Regions from separate parts of the Capsicum annuum genome. Here region 2 is linked to region 1. Evidence: chromatin contacts called from public Hi-C data. All regions are on one chromosome and are shown on one strand. The core of a region is the stretch at or near the end of the contact, and the rest is flanking DNA. Distances in the headings are between cores, read along the strand shown.

Evidence for each region. Hi-C and Micro-C count contacts between places; a contact is called where the count stands out from the background.
Region 2: a Hi-C map of pericarp shows a contact between it and region 1, with 2.6 times the contacts expected there. The contact joins the promoter of LOC107855699 here to the enhancer-like site in region 1. A contact is called at or near these places in 3 of 5 Hi-C or Micro-C datasets (leaf and pericarp).

The regions. Positions count from the first base shown.
Region 1 is chr3:30,704,358-30,711,462 of UCD10Xv1.1, forward strand. No RefSeq gene overlaps it. Among protein-coding and RNA genes, the nearest start is that of LOC107855695, 44 kb to the right of the region's middle. Within about 2 kb of position 2,629, at least 2 of the 5 cell types and tissues checked have an H3K27ac peak or open chromatin away from gene starts, as enhancers often do. A contact at or near this core is called in leaf and pericarp, where this site is marked.
Region 2 is chr3:30,755,148-30,762,401 of UCD10Xv1.1, forward strand. LOC107855699 (WD repeat-containing protein GTS1) reads left to right here and starts at 2,385. Exons shown (of 8, transcript XM_016700711.2): 1 at 2,385-2,713; 2 at 3,372-3,579; 3 at 3,670-3,765; 4 at 4,620-4,694; 5 at 5,402-5,512; 6 at 6,076-6,167; 7 at 6,334-6,418; 8 at 6,738-7,254. The coding sequence starts at 2,586. The coding sequence ends at 7,091. LOC107855695 reads left to right here. Exons shown (of 6, transcript XM_016700707.2): 6 at 605-1,063. The coding sequence ends at 702.

The DNA.
Region 1 (7,105 bases), core at 1,379-3,878:
TGTGTCTGACAGGTTCAACATTGTCAAATATCCAAACCATTCTCATGATGTAGACAATGTTTAGTAAACAAGGATAAGACTTATGGTGTGAAGTCTTTTAATGATTAGCTAAATTTTGCAGATTTGACCAAATATTTGAACGTTTAGAAATTACCTATGTGAGGGCGAAGTCGAAGCCGCTTCAAAGAAAATGTTAGTAAAGGCCTATTCTCTAAGCTCTCATGAGACCAGAACGTGTTCATGGTTGAAACAAACAAAACCGTGAGAACCATAAATGGTAAAAGGCTGGTTGTGTGACATGTGTTGTCTAGGTGTACATTAAAGCTCGACGGTTCAAAGATATCAAATCTACCGATTGACCGAGTGCATCCGATGCATGTTTACTACGAAAAATTTAAAGGAAAACTCACTTATCCAAATGCAATCAGTCTTTGCTTGATGATCACATATTTGCCCGTAAAGTTTTACAAAAAATAGTTATTCCCCATTCATGTAGGGGATTGTTTGGTTCAATTGGTGTGAATGGAAAATGGAGGGACACAACCTTTGAGGAAAAGATATATTATTTTGGAAAAGGAGTGACTGTTCAGATAGTTGCGTCTGTTAAGAAAAAGACATCTCCAACTAGCACCAACACATCTTCACCATCACAACAAATAACATCTCCAACTAGCACCAACACATCGTCAATCATCATACATTCATGTTTCAACCAACACAATTAATACCTTAAACTACTAACATCAAGCAGCGTCACATCACAACAACAACCACCACCATCAATCACCACCATCATAACAGTCACTACAATACCAATCATCACAATTATCACCACCAACATTATTAATCACTAACATCAATCTTTGTCACCGCAACGACTATTATAAACCATCTCCACTATCACTAACAAATATAAATATTTTTTCCTCAATCAAATACTAATAACTTTGTTGTATTAAATTACATACTTTTTTAATATATGATTAATATTTTATTTGAATTATATATATATTTTTTATTATGTATACAAACAATTTTTTTTTTTTTTTATATATTTAGATGTTAAAAAATAAACAATCTTAATTATTCAGTTTTCAAATATAAAGACAGTATCTTAATCATTCGAATTCAGATGTCTGAATCATAAAAAACAAATGGAGCCTAAGTGCAAAACTCGTGAATTTTCTCCAATTAATTCGGACTTGATTTGAGCAACAGTGCAATTTAATTAAACCCGAGCAACGTTAGGTGACTTGAGTGGAGTAAAATTATTGGTCATAATTCTGCAAAGCTTTTACAATCTTTACACAGTTCTTTAATTGTTGTCAATTGTTTTGCTCATTATTTCAATTGCTATTTAATGCTTCAATCACTTATTCAGATACTTAACAATTTGGGATTAATTGCATTCCAAAAGTCCTCTTTCAAACGTACGAACTTTAATTGTCTTGTCTTGATAAGTAAAAAAAAATAAGTAAAATAGGACATCAAATATAATTAATAAGCTCATATAATTATTTAAATTTATTAAAATAGGTGAAAACTTAACCTTGTAGAGTAATCAAAATTTCAGATTCTCTTTTTATATAGTAGTAATGTGTGGAAAAATAAAAAAAATAAAATTAGATACACATTTAATTATTTTGTGTCAGAAAGATCAAAGTTGACAAGTTAACAAACTGCCAAATGAGCCACTACTCAAGTCGTCACGGCTTACGTTAATTTTACTAAGTTTTTTTTCGTTTCCCACTCATATATAAATTTTGATTAATTCAAATTTATAGCGCAGAAAATTTTAGATTTCTTATTAACTACGAATAAATTTTATTAATTTTACCACATTCCTAATCGGCAATTACTTTTATTAAATATTCGCACAAACTTTATTAAGCGTTCAGAATTGTAATGTCTTACCCTTTTTCTTCTGATATTTCCTTCATCTGAACAAATGTCGAAAGTAGATCATTTTATTTATTGACAAAAGAATTATATAATTTTATCGAGCTTACTAGAGAACTTGAAATCATGGGCAAATTTATAGCATAAAATATGGGCGCGTGAACTAGTAATTTCTTTGTAAAATTAGATATTTTATGTACATATTTTTTTAAAAAAATTACTTTGTGAGAATATACTTAGCATGTTATTAGTGTTGTATATTCTTTAAAAATTCATTGAATATTTTATATATATATTCTACAATTAATTAAATGTTGAGTTATATACCTAGAAAACCATAGTTAAATTCTAACTTGACGCATTTCTTCCTTTTTTTTTTTTAGTGGTGTCACATTTTTCATTTTCCATTTGCATGCATGGTTGGGAGATACTAGAATATTATTTTAAGATGTAGGAAAGTATTGAGATCGCGTGGGTAAGTAGGACAATATTAATCAATGGTGCCTTTAATTGTTCATACAAGCTGTCAAATTTTAGCATTGAAACAGATTTTTCATCAAAAATTCTCTACATTAATTTTTTAATTTTATCTCATTTTTAGAAAAGCTTTATAAATCAATCACATAAGTCCACATAATTCTTCTAGCAGATAGCCAAAAATAGGTACGATAGCAACTAGTGATTAAATTGTGTAAGAACCCTACGTATATTACAACAAAATTTATTTATTACACGTAGGACAATTTCTTGCTGAATCAAGACCCATATGTCACGTGATAGATTGGACGGGACAACAGTAAGGTTTAATGAATTGTTGGATTTTGACACATATATTAAGAAAAAAATATTAAAGATATAAATTTAATATAACTTTTTATTTTTACTTTAAAAAAAAAAATTGACCTTGTAATACCTTTTTTAAAGTTAATTGGTTGTCAAATCATAAGGACAATTTTTAAAAAAAAATTCAATGATTCACTTATTTTGAAACACCAATAAATACCTCAACAATTCAATTATTTCGAAACGAAGGAAGTATTTATCAACTAGTTAATATATCTACAAGTTTTTAACAGCTTGACAAACACAGTATCAGCCCTACAATACATGATGAGGTGACAAGATATACATGTATGCACTAGCTTCATTTTTATACATCTTGGATGATAACTGATGAAGTCCTATTGAGTATTTACTTTAGGTGTGTTAGGTTTTTAAAGTAATCTGTTTAGGTATTTAATGGACAAAACTAATAAGTAAGTATGAGGTTATTGGGTCTCCTTAGCTTTAAATATATGAGTGTTTAGTCCAGTACATCATTAATCAGTGCAAAGAGTAGTTGACTGAATTCACAAGTTCCATAATCAAATCAACAAACCTATAAATTTCGAGTCATAGATTTTTCAAGGAATGACTCAAGAATAAGGCTAGTAAAATTTTACTTTAGACTTTAAATTTCGAGGCCTCATTGTTTTTTATTTTATGATTTTCTTTTCTTTTCTAACAATATTGAATATAGTAAAAAAAAAAAAATACAAAATCTATTTATAAAATATTAAAAAAAGACTATCATTATTCAATATAAATATTTTAAAACTTTAAACCAACTAGTAAATCTTTATAGTAATAAATGTTATTTTTACAATAATATTCAAGTTAATGCATTAAAAATACATGATTAGCATTTTACCAACTTGAGTCAATCCTTAATAATATTATTATGTGAAATGCCTTACTACACTAAAAACAACAAATATGAAGAATAAAAAAGGTTGCACTAATTTTCTTATATATTATGTATATGAATAACTTTAAGACCTTATATTAAAATTTGGTTTTAGCCAACTATTGAGACGCTCTTGGGCTTTTCTAATGTCCATCTTAGTTAGGCATCTTGGTGAAATTCTTTTTTAGTCTATACTCATTAAGCAACTCAAGATCTATAATCACATTATCTATTCCTAGTTCCTCCCTATATAATAGCTGATTGTGAAGGACCAACAATATAATCAACCACTATTTTGAGCAACAAATTTATATAAAGTTGTACAACATTCTAGAAGTCTATATTTTTTTCATGTAAAATGGTTGTTAATTTTGGATATAAGATCATAGTAGTGCAATTTACTTTTTTTGAGTAATTTTTCATTCTAGTATAACTAAAGGAATGCTTCATTGTTTGATGAATCTTTATTATATATCGTCAAATTATATTGCTATAATTATATAAAATTTAGATCAATTTTTCACGAAAAATTAGAATGTTAACTGAATTAATAATTAAAAAGTATTACAAATTTACATCAATTCGTGTCGTCGTTTGCATTGCAAACATGCATATTCTTGAACTCACACTTTGTAGATAATTATAAATTTCTGATTAACAAATCCATTGGGTAACTAATAATTCCTCAATGCCTATTAGCACTATTTGACCCAAATATTTATAAGACCAATTGTGTTTCCTTCTTTGCCTTTGTATAAAATACTATTCTATCTCTTTTTCACTTTTTGGGAATTTATCTTTTTGAAATGGTCCTAACTAGATTTTGATAAAAGAAATTCATACACACATTCCAATTCACTAAGAAGTTGAAAATTGAAGAATCAAGTTAAAAGAAAACTCAATTGTCAGCCACTAAAGAGTTCAAAACTTAGGTTCGAAAAAATAATTTGTCACTAGCGCTTACTTTGTTTTGAGTAGATGGTATCTCAAAAGAATTGAAACATCAAGAAGAGTTTAAATTAATACTTGGGATTGTTTGAGTAAGGTTTGAACTAGTTTTGAATTGAATTTCAGTCTTAGTTAATTAAAGTTTGAAGTTACAGCAAGCTTGTACCAAATTTATATCAAAGTTGTATAACAAATGTATGTTGAGTTGTATGAAAAATATATTTTAAGTTTGTATGTTAGTTTTAGTTGTGTTAGATTTGTACAAATATGGTATGAAAGTTGTATACATTGTTGTTATAGTTGTATTAAATTTCTAGAAATCAGCATAAGAACTTTATATAAAATTTATACAGTTGTATGCATATTTTCTAACAGATTTTATACATGACATAGTGATCGAGATTCGAAACCCTGATCGAGAACGTTATTTGTTAGATACCTAACATGATCTTTCTATAAAATTTATGGAGTTATATACATATTGTATAGTGGTTTTATACAATTTATATATATATATATATATATGTGAAATTGCGAGCGAAATTTTAAGCATTGAGAAAAATTTAAAGTTTGGTTTCATATATATTTTGAAAAACAACCTCGTGCTATATTTGAATACGAAAATCTCCTATTACATTTGATGAATATGAGTTGTACATATAGGGTTTTCCCTTAAACTCTCAAACCCAAGTATCAATGTCTAAACTAAGGACCTGTTTGACCATAGATTTCCCAATTAACTTGACAAATAATATTAGGCCACATTTTTTTTCAAATGCAACACTTAATTTTATACAGATACATCACATCTTTTGAATACATCACTTAATTTTATACGTATACATCACATTCTTTCGGATACTTCACTTAATTTTATACGGATACACCACATTCTTCTATGTATCCGAGCTTTTAAGTAAAATCATAAATTTATGTGATTACTTAAAAGGATTAAAATTTTAAGTAATTATAATAAGTTAAGTTTTGACATGTGATTATAGTATGATCAATGATGTAATTTTTTTCACAAAATATAGGAAGAAGTGCAAATGACCCATAACGCCACAAAAACAATATTTTGGGCCACACTGTCGAAGTAGAATCAGGCCCATCCTGGCATGTTTCGGGCCTCATCCATTTGTTAGGTCACTAAACAGAAGAAGTAGTTTTGAGACTTTAATAAGAAGGGAAAAAATGCAAATAAACATCTTTAGATTGTTTAACATGAGATATAGCAAATTTTTAAGTTTGTAAGTTATAGGCAAAATCAGTATAAAAAAGGAAAAAATATTTTTATTTTAGTTTTAAAAATAAAATAAAAAATTTGTATAAGGAAAAAGAGATTTCATACCAATAAAAAGGGATGACAGTTATTATTAATATGTCAATTATCCCTTTTATTCTCTCTCAAACAGTTTTCTCTTTCTTTAACTATACCATTTTCTCTTTTTTCATAACAACCATACGTTTTTTTTATTTCAATTCTTCATTATCAAACATAGATTTTTTCTTCTTCATCACGATTTTCTTTTAAATTGTTTCACGCTAATTGTCTTCTTCTTCTAATAATAATAATAATTTCTAATTCATGAATTTTGAATTTGCAATAATATTGATGGTAGAATTACTCTATGAAAACTGATGTCAATGAATATTATATGTTAATGTTTTATTTTTAATTTGTGAACTCAAATTAATCTCAAAATAGCATTTAGCTATTATACTTATTTTAAAATTTTTATAAACATTCCGTTTGTAATAGAGAACCATTTCTTTTCTCATAATAGTATTTAGCTATTATACTTATTTTCAGGATTTTATAAGCATTTTGTTTTTATTAGAAAAACATTTCTTTTCTCAGGCTTCTAACATCTTTGTTTTCAAAATCAAAATGAAGGTTATTTTAAATGATGATAATACATTGTGGATATGTTTAGTATGATGAAACCCTAGAGAGAGAAAAAGTCTCTCTCTCTCTAAAAATTCCAATATGACCCAAATGACGGTACCCTACGCTAACCTCTCCCCTTCGACTCCGCCACCAGATCCACCTGATAAGAACAACAACCTGATGGAAGAGGACCCCCCTCGGCGACAATCCTACAAAGAAGCTATGACGGAGAAATCACAGACAAACTCGGCTTACTACGACTAGGGGTGTACAGACCAAACCGTCAAGTCAAATCGAACCGATGAACCAAACCAAACCGAGAAAAAAAACCAACTTATGGTTTGGTTTGATTGGTTTGGTGTTAGAAAAAAAACACGACCATTCTTGGTTTGGTTTGGTGTTGACAAAAAAAAAGTCAAACCGAACCCGAATCAAACCAATATATATATAATATTCAAACTTTTTCATACATAAAATATTAATTATAATCTACTTTTTAAATAATTTTTCAACTAGTTTTAGTAATTTTTAATAATTTGAAAGTAGACATAGATATATGTATATATATATTGAAATTTGGGCTTTTAAATTATAATATTTATCCATTAATTGCTAATTAAATGATCTAAAACTCAATATAA
Region 2 (7,254 bases), core at 1,135-3,634, 51 kb after region 1:
TATCCTGGGATTAGTTATCCCACCCTCAAGAAGGGATAAAAATAACACTACAATCCCGGGATAACTAACCCCGTGATGAGTTATGGGATAAGTTCATCTTAAAATTAATCCCAGGATTAGTTATCCCTTGTCTGTCATACCAAACAACCTCTAAGATGTATACAAAGAGTTAACAATTGTATTGTTTTAGTTGATAATATTAAGGTAATGTACTTAATTTTAAATTGTTAATCCGAGGACATTTCAAAGACAGTTATAATGAGAAATCAAGAACTAGAAAGATTCTATAACTTGAGAAGTAGACAACAAGATTTCTCTTTTGGTGAGTTTCAGGCTAAAGTTTGACTCTCAGTGTTGTCTTCTTTCCAAAAGTTGATGGTAGCGAATAAATTTGGAATATATGCTAATCAGGATATTTCCTGAAGGAAGTATTTGTGTACTTCACTTTAGGTTATTAGTATCTAAAGGAGTGTCTAACATGTTTATGTTGTCTAGATGCTGTCTGAGGGTTTAGTAATGTTATGAGAATTCTCCATCTACCTTGGGGTTTATAGTGTTCCTTTTTAACTTGTCATAAAAAGTCTAATATCATTCTCTTATGCAGAGCAAGATGTGACCAAGCCTTCAGCTAAAGCTGCTGAGACGGTAGATGGGAAGCCAAAAATTGAAGAAGTCACCAAGGCAGGAGGTGAGACTGCATAGGGAAGAAGTGGAAGCTCAGCCAGGCTCTTGAGTGCATAAGTAGTAGACGTTGCTGAAGAGATCCACTGGCTTGCATTCTAGAGTGGCATGGTTATAAGTTGTCCCTTTCAGTTCATTAAAGTAAAGAAGCTTATCGCTCATGGGAGTTCTTCGTGAGGGGCATTATTAACATTTTCATCCACCTGAGCTGGATAACATACCTCAACTCTTCTAATTTGTGGGCTTCTGTACTATTGTTTTAGTTTGACTGATAATGATGTTTGAATGACTTGGATCAAATATCTGTATCTTCCTGGCCTGCCATATCTGTTTTAGATGCTTCTGCTTAAACTAGCTCAACATGAATGATCTCCGTCTCCAATTTGTTTCAGTTTCCTTATCCTTAAAATCCCCAAGTATTTTACTAGTGGAAGTAATTGAGAGGGGAACGAGCCGACTGTTTAGTTTCGAATTGGTTCGTACTTTATATATCAGGTTGAGGGGTTGGCTTTCATGTTTAGTTTTGAATTGGTTTATACTTTATATATCAGGTTAGAGGGGTTGACATATGAAAGCGTCCTTGTGGTTTCGTTGATAAAGTTCAACTTAAATCTTGTACAAGTAGATTAGAAGTAATATCAGGCACAAAGCAGCCAGTACTTCATGGATTTCCCTCTTACGTAAGTCTTTTTTAAGTTTTTTTTGGTTGTGAATTTTTTCGAAGCATAATTCCAACTTCTCACTTAATTGAGGAGAAAACTTGCAAATGTTAGCATAATCCAGCTATGATAAAAACGCTGATGGTGAGGAAGCTATCAACCCGGTTGGTCCCGGTCCTCTAATTAGTTATGCAAAAACAATTACTAACAATAAACTGGTTAAAATCAAAGCTTACAGTGTAGTTATGTATTCTATTTTTTGTGTCATTATTCTTTTTAATACCTGTTCATTGTAGTCATGTGTGTAATAAGATTCAATGAGAACCCTCCCAAGTGACTTAGCTTCCACAAATGTATGCGATGCGCCCATACGTACCCCCGTAAGCCATGACGACGATTCAAATTAAAATAGAACGTGCACTTACAACTAAAGGGAAATGAATGTCGACTCCAGAGAGAGAATTTCTGGAGATAACAGAAGCCTCAACAATGAAAGAACTTTGCACCACATAAATCCACATATCAAAGTAATAACTACTGACCCTTAGTATCAAGTTCACAATGCTTCCTTTGATGTCTCCCGTTCATTGTTCCTCATTTCATCATTTTACTATACTGTTTCTTCTGTTCGTTCTTCGTTCCCTTCATCATAAAATTATTAAAATAATTTAACTTCAAATTTCATATATTACCTTTAATTATAATCTTTGATAGCTAGACATAAGATACCCCCTCCATCTCATATACTTTTATATTTTCGTGCAGAGAATTTTCTCTAAATAGTTGACATGTTTAAGGAATTAAAAAATAATTGAATATTTTTTCCGAACTTCACCCTTAGTAATTTAATAAAAATAATTAACTCAATTAGATAATGATAATATTTAATGTGAATTTAATATAATCATATTAGTCAATTTATAACTTTCATAAATTTCTCCTTTTAAAAACTGTGTAAAAGACAAACATATGAAGTAATTTGAGAATGGAAGAGTAGAACACGCCGAGCATAAATACCCTCTTTAACTTCTATTCTAACGGACTGAATAACATGTCCAAAACCACAAATTTCACAAATATAATTTCTTTGTTTTTTTAAACTGAATGAAACTAAGGATGTTGTATTCAGACAGAGTCCAACCTTAAACACTAATAAACAAATACTCTAAAAAATAAAAGTTCAACCCTAAACCCATGTTCACTATTTTTCCTCCTTAACACACAAATTGTTAGCAGAGGAAGAAAATGGGTGAGGCAGAGGAGATGGAGATAGAACAACAATCATTACCCGACAACACTACTAAGCGTTTTGGTATCAGAAACTCCATTCAGACAAACTTCAACGATGATTACGTTTTCCAAATCGTTCCCAAGTATCTCTTCCCCCCACCCCTCCCTTATGTTCCTTTTTTTTTTTTTTTTTTTTTTTGAATTTTTTTATTATTACCGTTGGGACTTAACTGGCAAAGTTGTTAGTCATGTGATCGTGATCGGGCGCCATGGGTTTAAACCTTGTAATTAGTCTCTTGCAGAAATGTGTAGGATAAGTTTTGTGTATAATACACACTTAGGGGTTCGTTTGGTTGGAAACAAGTTATTCCGGAATCACCCTCAAGATGGGATAAAAATAATGCTACAATCCCGGGATAACTAATTCCTGTGGAGTTGTCTCATGCATTTTATCCCAACCAAACATTTGATAAGCTCGTCCTAAAATTAATCTCGGGATTAGTTATCCTTTATCCCTTGTACCGAACAAGCCCTTATGGTTCAGTCCTTTCCCGAATCGCACATAACTGGAGCTTTAGTGCATCGAACTACACTTACATGGGGTGTGAGGGAAGGGGAAATGTTGGAGAACATTACTAGGTTAGAGTTGAATAACTCACCAACGAGGTGAAAGTTCGAGTAGCCAATTAACTGAACTACTATGATTTTCCGTGTCTTCCCTTTTTTCCTTCTACCTTCTCCATTGATTCCTATTTATTAATATTTTGTCCTGAAGTTCTCACTGAGCATATGTGTTTATAGGAATGACTGGACATCAATGGCGGTATCACTCTCAACCAATGCAATTAAGTTGTACTCTTTAGCTACAGGACAGTACATTGGTGAATGTAATGGTCATTCTTCGACCATTAATCAAATTTCCTTCTCGGATCCTTCATCGCCACACGTCCTGCATTCTTGTTCTTCCGATGGAACTCTCCGAGCTTGGGATACTAGGTCCTTTCAACAGGTTCCAATTTTTAACTTTTATGCGTATTTGTGTGCTTCCTTTCGGGATTGTGTTGTATTTTTGTTTTTATTTCAAATAGATGCAATGCAGGTTTTCTCCTTAAGTGGTGGCCCTTCTCAAAAGATATTTAGTTTCTCCTCTGGTGGAGCTAATCACAATCTGCTTGCTGCCGGGTGTAATTCTCAGGTACTACGCCTTGTGGCTGCAAATTAGAAATGGTAGATTAGTTGAATCTTAATTTGTACATGTAGGGAACCACAACGCTTACTTAGCCGGGCATAAGCTCTCCCCTTGCGTAGCGAAGCACTACAAACAGTAATGCAAGCAAACTTAGACTCATTTGATAGAATGTAGTAGAGAACATAATACATGTATTATTTTTGGTATTATTTTCATTTTTTTAAAAAAATAGTTATGGTATTTTTAAATCCTTTTTTGGTAGGATTTTCAGCCTATGTATAACTAATACACCTTATTCAATATTATAGGGTGTATAACTAATACACAACAAACTATGGTATTAGTAATACAAGGGTTATTAATACATGGATAAGCATGGTTAAAGATCGGACTGCCTTTAATACACCAAACCAACTAGTGGATAAGAAATAATCTCCGTGTAACTAACCCCAACATTACTCTCAGTACTATTCTTATAGACTCTACTGAACGACCCCTTAGTGTCTCTCTCTCTGTATATTTAAGAATGAATGTTTTAACTTATATATATGATGCAAGACACGGGAAGTGATTGGCACCTGCTGGCTGGTGCCCAAATACTATATCCGACCCTGGAAATTAGTTAGCTTGGTCTGTCATAAACTATTTACTGCTTTCTTCAGCAGTGAATCAAGAATTCAAATTGCTTGAAACTACAAAAAGAATTCTACTTTGCCAGATATAATTCCTAAGAATCGTTTTGTTATATGAGAGATGTGATTGACTTATTCTTTGGAGTGAGGCACATGAAATTACTTAGCTCTATTAAGTTGTATGAGATATGTGGCAAATGACATTGTATTGTGGTTATCTTTGTACAGATACTCTTTTGGGATTGTAGGACCAAGCATCAGGTTGCGTGCTTGGAGGAATCTCATACGGAAGATGTTACTCAGGTGTGTTGCTCTACTAGTTATTGACTCATTTCCCATGCATTAGATAGTAAACCATTGAGTTTATTGTGTTAATTCAATGCTTTATAAGTTAATACTCGTTTTTCATCAGTGCTAGAAAAATTCACACCCATGTTAGTACAACATTGCAAATTGTTTTTCTAAGAGCAGAATAATCTGAAATTTCTTTTGTAGTAGCATGACTGTAGAGAAATTTCAGTGTGGTCAAGTCCTCTGAATTATAGTTTAATACCTGTGGTGCTCTGAGTATTTTCTTATTTCTATTAGTACGTTTGTATTTTAACGATGATAGAAAAGAAAGGTGAAATATAAGCATACTCGATATTATCTTACTGTAAATTATTTGCTTCTTTTGAAGTTAGAGTGCATGAGATATAATTGTACTCTTAACTGCTGCCATCTCTCTCGAAGTAGTTGGAAGTTGTGCTGAACCTGTTATGACCGTCGGTCACTGATTACTGCTCCACCACCATTCGCAGATATGTTTGTGGAGTTCATTGCATGTTTACTTAACTATCTGAGAAAGAGGAGGAAAAAAATAATGACTGGCCTAGTTTGGATGCAGCGTATTTTATGCTTCTAATGATTACTAAATGCAAAAACTGTTGGTTTCTTATCTTCTCCTTTTCTCATTCAGAAGTACTGCAAATTGTCTTGAAGCCTTTTTTGTTTCTTGTGTTCATTTTTAGGTGCACTTTATTCCAGGCTATGATGATAGACTCATTTCCGCATCGGTTGATGGATTGATGTGTTTATTTGATACTGGTGGAGACATCAATGATGATGATCAACTGGTATCAGTACGTCAAATATCACAACATTTGCATTTCATTTTTTCTGTTTACTTCATCTAAATTATAACCACAAGTACATTGAGAAGGTGCAGCCTATTGAGCACTTAAGCTGGAAAAGTGTACAATAACTGTAGCGTGATAGTATGCCTCATGTCTTGCCCCACTGTTATACTTTTACTGAAATCCATGCTGTTATACCTATAATAAGGATATGCCAGACTGCTAGTGAAAACTTTCATGATCTCAGTTAACTTGTACTCAAAAGAAAAAATGGTAGTTGATGTGTATTCTAGTTGTAAATTTTTGCCATTGTTGTTATGAGAACACGATCTCCATCCACGCTCCGTATATGAAACCTTGTCTTCTCATGATGATTTTGATTTTCGTTTTTCTCTATTTCTGAATTGCTAAGTTTTGACATCAGTAGAGTGTACTTTGAAGCAAGAGCCTGGCATATTGCAGTTTTATTGATTAATGAGCAGTGCCTGTGTTTTCATATTTCCATCTTTCGTTAAGTAGATATATGTTCTTTCTGATTCTATGCCACTTATACCAAGATATAATTACAGGTATTCAATGTGGGAACCTCTATTGGAAAAGTGGGATTTCTTGGGGAGAAGAATCAGAAGCTTTGGTGTTTGACACACATCGAAACTTTAAGGTTTTAAAAACATCCATATCATCCTAATATGCTCCATAGCTCCAGCTGATTTGTCTTTTACGCTCAACTTTTTGTCCTTTTAGCACAGTTGGTGTATTGTGCATCTCACCTTAACATGATCTAAGCTATGTTTTGCTTTGCTTTTTTACGTCTTTTTCTGATGTAGTGTCTGGGACTGGAAAGAAGAAAGAACCGAGGCCAGTTTTGAGGATGCTAGATCCTTGGCCTCTAAGAGCTGGATGGCAGACAGTGTATGTGACTTTTATGCCTATTCATTTCTCTATGCAGGGAAACCTATTACTCTGTTCTTGACTTTTACGTCTATTCACGTATGTGTTCAAAAAGATGATAAACTACTCCTAATTTGGAGTTGGCTGTGATCTTTCCATACTTGGCACCTGCAATGTTCTGCACACTGGAATTTTTTCTTGAAAGAAAAAAATTAAAAGATTTATCAGATAACACTAGGAAAATCGGTTGTATTTAAGGTGCTGTGCTATTGAAGACGATGATTGTGAGTTTAGAGATAAGAGTGCGAACTGACCACTCCGGCTAAAAATTTGATGGCAGGTTGACTATTTTGTTGATTGCCACTATTCAGTGGAGGAAGACCGTTTCTGGGTCATTGGTGGGACGAATGGTGGTTCCTTGGGCTACTTCCCTGTAAATTATAAGGAGACGCGAGCCATTGGTCCTCCAGAAGCAGTTCTGTGTGGCGGACATGAAGGCATCATTAGGAGTGTCTTGTCTGGGGTACCAGGTGAGACCATGGATAACCATGGTATCTTTGGCTGGACTGGTGGTGAAGATGGTCGGCTTTGTTGCTGGTTGTCTGATGGTTCTGGTACAAGCCAATCATGGATCTCAACTCCTGCTCTGAAATCAGAGAAGGCCCGCAGAAAGAGCAGACATTCTCCGTATTAACAATTTTTCCTTTGGATGGAAGTTTATGTTGTATATTAGTTGTCTTATTTAAGTGTTGTCTAAATTCATTGGTCGGACTGGCTTCATTTAAAATGCTTTCTTTCTTGGTTACTTCGTTTTTCTTGCTTGAGCTCGTATAAGATTGTGAGGGCTCACAAGAGCT